Regions from separate parts of the Oryzias latipes genome. Here region 1 is linked to region 2. The links are chromatin contacts, called in public Hi-C maps. All regions are on one chromosome and are shown on one strand. The core of a region is the stretch at or near the end of the contact, and the rest is flanking DNA. Distances in the headings are between cores, read along the strand shown. Region 1 holds the start of LOC101164317 (cyclic AMP-responsive element-binding protein 3-like protein 3). Region 2 holds the start of fbxl17 (F-box/LRR-repeat protein 17).

Region 1 (3,585 bases), core at 224-2,723, 600 kb after region 2:
AATATTACACCTTTGGTTAGCCTTCATTGTTTTTGGTTACCTGACAGTACTACACATTTATTGCTTAAAATATCTGGGGAAAAACATGCAAATAAATTAATTTAAAATAAGTAAATAGAACCTTTAAAAAGTCTTACATCTGGTTCTGAGAGCCAGGACTCAAAGAGGCCATTATCATCACAAAAGAAGTCTTCAGTGGAGCCATTCTCTCCATTCTGGAGCAGCAGACCCAACAGATCTGCTTCATCCATGTCTGAAAGCTCTTCAGGGACTGACATCTATTAGAAAACGAAGACACAGATTGTAACCATTAGTATAAATAATCAGTTAATAAATAAATCCATTCTGCAACCCTTTGTTTTTCTGTAATGACTAAAGCCAAAACGCGACTTGCATCACAATTTAACAATTCTGTAAATTGAAAACTTGCAGATTATGTAGATTAAGATTAGCCTATCAGACATTAAGCGTTTATTGATGTCACTTAGTACCAGAAGGTCACAGCACTCATGGTAATATTTGATCTATTTTGCCCAACCTTTCTGCACTTTGTGATCAAACATTTTGCGAATTAAAAAGATGATAATCAACCCATTCTTGTAACAACAATAATTATTGGGATTTGAATGTACTTCATTTTTCCTCGAACGTCTTCATTGATTGACGGCCATGCTCCTGCTGTTGAACAACGAGGCTTTGACGCATGCTCTCTACGTCTTTTTATTTACACAACCCGTGTTTAGATTACGGTCTTGACAAATAAGGAGCACCTATTTCCGGGATTGCACAAAAGTAAATTTGTCCACGCGGACAACTCTTTTGTTTAGTATGTTTACATCCGGGTATTGCATCACCACTACAGTCCCATGATGATCTCATCCTGTGTTGTGCCCCTCCCCCCTTCCTCTGTCAGTGGGTTTGGTGTTATTTTAATTTTCAAAACAAATAAATAGCGTTTAGATTTCAAGAATGTTTTTGCATTAATTTATTCATATCCTTAAATGTCAAAGCAAGAGCTTAGTTCGGATGCAGAGATTTTTTTACTACTTAAAATGAAAATGAACTACTAGAGCAAAACCTAATGCCAGAGTTGTATCTGTAAAATTATTTGCTGAATACAAACAAAATATTTGTAAGATAGTGGATTGAATGCCTCCAAAAGGCTTTCTTTAAGATTGAGTGCAGAAAACACGTTACGAGACCAACAACGAGAGTGTTCTTCGTTCTTAATCTTCATAATAATCACAAGATACTAACTGAGGGCGTGGCACCTCGAGTTACAATAACTACAAAACTTAAACCTAAAAAAAATGTTTGTCCCGAAAAAGCAATAAGTCTTACCGTTTTTATTAGAGACAAACTCGACTCGACTAACAGCTTCCGGACGTATACAAGGTTCTGCAGGCAGCTATTCTCTTTTGCTAGCGTCTTCGGTCAATGCATTTCCTCCCGAAACCACCTTCCAACAAGGCAAAAAATGCGTCATCACGCAAAAGCGGAAGTGATCTTGAAGACGTGGTCGTTTGGGAACGTCTCTGGGAAATGTAGTTCAAAACTAACCATACATGCGTTTTCCGCACATTATCACACCGCGTTAGTTTATATCACTTAATTTAAATTTTATTATTAAATACAAAGTCTCGAGTCTGCCAAGACTTGTTCTGTTATTTATTTCAGTCAGTACATTAGGATGTAAATGTCAATGAATAATGTAAAAAAAAGAAATTATTGAATAAGAAAAAAAAGTCTAATAAATTAAGAAATTTATTTGCTAGTAGTAGATTATTAAAACTGTTTTCTAATTAGGCTTGCAATGCCAAAACAATATCACGTACAAAGGAAACCAAAGACACAGCAATAACATCTTGTAAAGACATTTGCCATTACATAAAGTTTAAAGTCTTTAGTTTTAACACAAATATTCATGAACAGAATGTATACAAAACTAAGGCATATCGGAAAATTGCAAGTAAGTAATCAAGTCACATTCTGCACAGACTATAAATTAACTTTTGTCTTACACTTTATGAGGAAATTATATTTCCTTAATTTCTACTTGGTTTATTTTATATCTTGTTATAACAGCAAACCTGAGGACATAACAAATAACTTCTAGAAAATTTTAATCAGCATTAAATTATGTTTTATGTATGCTATCACCATGTTTACCTAAATACAGCACATTTAGGATAAGAAAACATCAATAGCACTTACTAGCATCAGAAATAACAAGTTTTATGCGGTGAATGTGACTTATGTCAAACTAAGTCAATTCTTAGCTGTCAATAAAAGCACTTTTTATTTTTTTAAGATAGCTGTGCTATTTTGTCAAGTCAATGAACTTCAAGAATAAAGTGCTACATAATTGTCACAGAATGATACAGAGCTTTGATGTGTGCCGTAAACTTCTGTACACCTTCAGTCTTTCTTTTTTGCTTGCTGTAATTGGAGCAACCTTCCGCGTGACAGCAGGCACAATGTCAACAGCGCGTCTCCTGTGAACGCGGTGAAGCAGGATCCTGTAGACCCCAGTGATGGAACTTCGACAGTCTTTCCCCTGGTTGTTCAGGATGTGCTCCGACGTGATTCCCAATGCTTCCAGTGCTGTCTTTATCTCCAGCTCCTCCTCCCGCAATTCAGACGGATCACTCTCTGCTAGATGGGTTGGGTCTAGGCTGAATGGATCTAAGGAACGTGGAAAGTCGACAGGGAGCAGCCACTCACTGCTCATCATCTGTTCCACAGTACAGCGGTCAGATGGAACGGGCTGAAGGATTCCCCTGATCAACCTCTGGCACGCCTCCGGTACCCAAGTGGGCATAATGTAAGCCCCATCCATGATGCACCTCTTCAGTTTGACCACAGTTTCTGCCCTGAATGGCATGGTACCCGTCACCATAAAGAACAGCAACACCCCGAGAGCCCAGATGTCTACGAAGGCCCCAATGTAATGCTCGTCCCGAAAGAGTTCTGGAGCAGCATAAGGCGGAGAGCCACAGAATGTATTGAGAGTCTCATCACGGTGGCTCAAAGTGCTAAATCCGAAATCCCCGACCTTGACACAAGAGGTGCTGGTGTAGAAGATATTTTCTGCCTTCAAGTCTCGATGGATGATGTTGTTTTCATGCTGTTGGAGATATAGCAAAAAAAAGCATCTAACAACTTTATCCTCTCAACACGTGATGCAGTCACTTCAAGTAACAGCATAGAAAAAAAAGTCTTAAGGTAAATTCAACCGCAAGATAAAGAGCCCGGAAAAACTGTGAAGACAAACATCTAGATTGTAAGAACTGCCTTCAAGAACAGGTTTAACAAACATTTTACAATATGCTAAATTTAAAGCATGTGAATGCAGAGACTTCAACAACAAAACAAAAAAACAAAGTCTGATCATCAAATTATCATTATTGAGATTTTTTTCTACTACTAAAATAACTCCTGGTGGTGGTGAGAACTGCACTGAGTACTAAACATTAAAGTCCCACGTCAATCATGTTTTGACCCATTTAAAAAGTTCCCAGTGGTTCTTAAACAGTCATAACGCAAATTTTAGGCAATAAAAACAAACTGTGTTGTTTTCTAGGA
Region 2 (3,425 bases), core at 667-3,166:
TGCACGCGCACACAGACGCACTGAAAAATATGCGCTTTTAGTGCACAGAAGCGATTGATTATCATTCTGTTAACACTGTTTAAAATCTCCTTTGTGTTGTAAACCTTTTAAATAAAATGATCTTATCTCTTGTTCAACTTGTTAACAGAAATTTATTTTTGTTCACCAATATTAAAATGCATATGGTAACTGTTTATCATTTATTTATTTTATTTGTTTTTGCTTTTTTACATTAGTTTAGTTGGCATACATTTAACCAAATGTAACAAAGAAAGGTTTTCTCAGACTGTATGATGAACTATAAATATTCATTATTATTAGGTTAAAAGAAGTCTACAGTAAAGCTATTATTTAATTAAACTAAGATTCAAAATAGATACCCAAATGATTGATTTTTTTTCATTTTCCTACATACAATTATACAAGCTTTGTATTTTTGTTTTAAATTGCAGAAATGTGTTTGAAAATATGTGTTGTTTAGTTTCTCTGAACACACAAATCCTGGGGAAACTGGGGTACAAATGATGTCTTGCAGGACTTTAACAGAATGCTTTCACAGTATAACACTTGTAAAGTAATACATCATAAAAAAACGTGTTTTTTACAAGTAGAGCAAAAAGTGTATGACACACAAAATACAACAATTTCATTTTAGAAAAACAACAGAGATCAGGAAATCAACAGATGTTATTCGTTTCTGGCCACTTTTGGGCAAAGGCAGGGGACATCCTGGACAGGTTGGCAGTCTGTCGCAGGGTCACAGATCACACACCCATACACACAAACAATGACACCTATGGACAATTTAGAGTAACCAGTTAACCTATGAAGCACAGAAAGGTCCCCATTGGTGTTGTGTTTCAGGTCCCACAGCCAGGACTAAAACTGGGGGCCTTCTTGCTGTGAGGCAAGAGCGCTAACCACTGCACCACCGTGCAGCCCTGTAATGCCTTCATTAAACCACATTTCTATTCCTGTTCTTATTTAAGCTATTTAATGTTTCACAATGGGAGTTGGTGGGGGGTTGAGGGCAATGCGTGTTTTATGTATACTTTAGTTATAGATTTTTGCATGAAGGTTTTGTTTCTATTTTTAAATATGAAATGTTTTTTTTCCCACTTGTTATAGTTTGTTGAGTTTGAAGAAGGTGTTTTTATGTTTCTCTTTCTGTATCACCATTTTGTTTGTCTTTTTTCTTCATATTTTTTTGTGTAAAAATGCTTTTTTCATCTGGCACAATTTAGAGTGGATATGTATGTTGTGTGTGGATAACAAAAGCACAATTTTGTATAACTGACATTTGTTAATCCTTGCTCATCTTTGGTTGTGTGTCATTTTTCTATTTACTTCTCTCATTTCTTTCTCCAGGTAAATGTTTTTCTGTTCTTTTATTTCTCCAACGATTTCTCTCTATACATATTCTTCACCATCGTTTAGCATCAAATTCTTTTTCTTAAGGTCTAGAGCCTAAAACAAAAGACATTTCTTCGAATATAAAAGAGGTTTATATTGACGTGCACCTTCCATGTAAACAACATGCATGAACCAGATTGTTAACTGTCCAACACAGAAGCAGCTGGACAGGAGTAATACAACAAAAATACATCTTTATTTGGTTGGTTCCTTTTTGGTATCTTCAGGATGATTTTTTGCATCCTATGAAATTTTTATTGTATCCGATTAAATCCCGGTCTCTCACATTTTATATTTACTTTGTGTATTCAAAGTCCAATTTGCATACTCTCTGCGTGATATTTTTCTTGAAACAATAAAATTACTCCCAGGATTAAACGAGTAATAAATACAAATCTACAGGTGATGGAAAAATGTCACCCTCTTAATCATCTGATCATCAGTCGTCTGGGATTCTTCTACCTGTTATTAAGCAAGTTTGCTGTCGAAATTGTCCTCGCCGGCTTCTGTAGCTCTGCCCCCCTTCGCTGCGGAAGTGTTGTGCTCAAGTGCAGCAGAGCCAAGCTGCTGGAGTCTGAACAGACGCTTCGGCGGTTGTGTGTTTGCGGCCGCCTTTCTCCGTGTCAGCGCTCACCGCTACCGTCAACCCGCGCAGTATTATGTGAAGAGCGTCCGGACGGAGGGAGCAGCGTGTCAAGTGGTGAGAGCTGCTCCATGTTGGAGGAGAACAGCTAGCTTAGCATCTGTCTGATGATGGAGGAGCAGGTTAGCCTCTCAGAGGGCTCCTAGCTGTTGTCTCCAAAGGAGTTTGAAACTGTGAGCGGATATTTATCATTTTGCAAAGTGTGGGATAAGCGTTTGGCTGCTTTGTTTGTGTGTGGTAAAACCCGACCACCTGTTCAGTGTCTACATCTTTGTGTTTGCAGCAGTCGAGAGCAGCAGATGCATGGATGGAGCTCTCGTTGTTTACAGATTCGACAAGGAGGACGAGCAGTTTAGGCATTAAAACCGATGGCCAATTTCTATCACATTAACTTTGACTCACAAAAGTTGCAGTCAATGTCAAAAGTTGAGAAAAACCTGATTGATAAGTCAATTAAGGATTTCCCTTTTCATTTTTGTTCATTGGAAGAACTTAGCAGTTTACAGGAAAAAAGCCGTTTATTTATGGAAACCTTAATCTTGTGTGTAATCAAACATTGTATGCAATATTTAGCTTTAATACACAGTAATAATAATAATAATAATAATAATAATAATAATAATAATAATAATAATAAATTGTCTTTCTTGAAACTCAAGGTCGCTTTAAATAAAATAGTGACATAGTTGAAAACAAACATCAAAGCAGCAATAAAATATACTCTTATAAAATTGGCCAAAGCAGTCATGTTATTATGGGCTGTGGTGAATAGATGGAGAGAAGCAATGTTTCAGAGGTAAGGGAGTGCTGTTTGTTTCACAGCCTTTTTAATTGGTGTTCTTCAGGCTTTGTACAACCACAGTCCAATTTTTAAAAACTGATTAAAAAAAACATTCATTTTATGTTAAAATAAAAAAAATTGTTTATAAAAGGAATTTCATTTGGAAAAGATCTTATTTCCAGAGTTTCTTTTATTTGATGTTTTCCACATTCATTCGTGGAAGATTCCCAGTAAAACCAAACTTTCTACGTGGCCTCTAATAAGCTCTAAAAAGTTGTATAATGTTTAATTCCATTTTTCTGTGATAGTTATACACAACCTGTAATTGTGAATGGAATGATTTACTACTCAGTTCTGTCACATGACTGGACCAATTAACCAAGCCTATATTTTAGCCTGAATGCAGAGTTCTTCTGGGTCAATCAGTTGGCTTGTCATTTATTTCCAGGTTACTGTCAACCTCTTTCTCAAGTTAAACATGAAATCCTCTGCTGACATAAATGTTAACTTAACTTTGCTTTTTTTATTGCCAATGTCAATATTTTTGAAGTAACCCTGAAAAGTTTTTGTCTAAAGATTCAAGAGGAA

Evidence for each region. Hi-C and Micro-C count contacts between places; a contact is called where the count stands out from the background.
Region 1: a contact with region 2 is called in a Hi-C map of embryo, with 2.5 times the contacts expected there. The contact joins the promoter of LOC101164317 here to the promoter of fbxl17 in region 2. A contact is called at or near these places in 2 of 5 Hi-C or Micro-C datasets (embryo and fibroblasts).

What each region holds. Positions count from the first base shown.
Region 1 is chr9:8,384,951-8,388,535 of ASM223467v1, forward strand. It overlaps LOC101164317 (cyclic AMP-responsive element-binding protein 3-like protein 3), which reads right to left and starts at 1,474. Exons shown (of 10, transcript XM_004072304.3): 1 at 1,342-1,474; 2 at 138-278. The coding sequence starts at 278. nim1k (serine/threonine-protein kinase NIM1) reads right to left here. Exons shown (of 8, transcript XM_020705799.2): 8 at 1,647-3,127. The coding sequence ends at 2,369.
Region 2 is chr9:7,789,168-7,792,592 of ASM223467v1, forward strand. fbxl17 (F-box/LRR-repeat protein 17) reads left to right here and starts at 1,917. Exons shown (of 11, transcript XM_004072302.4): 1 at 1,917-2,113.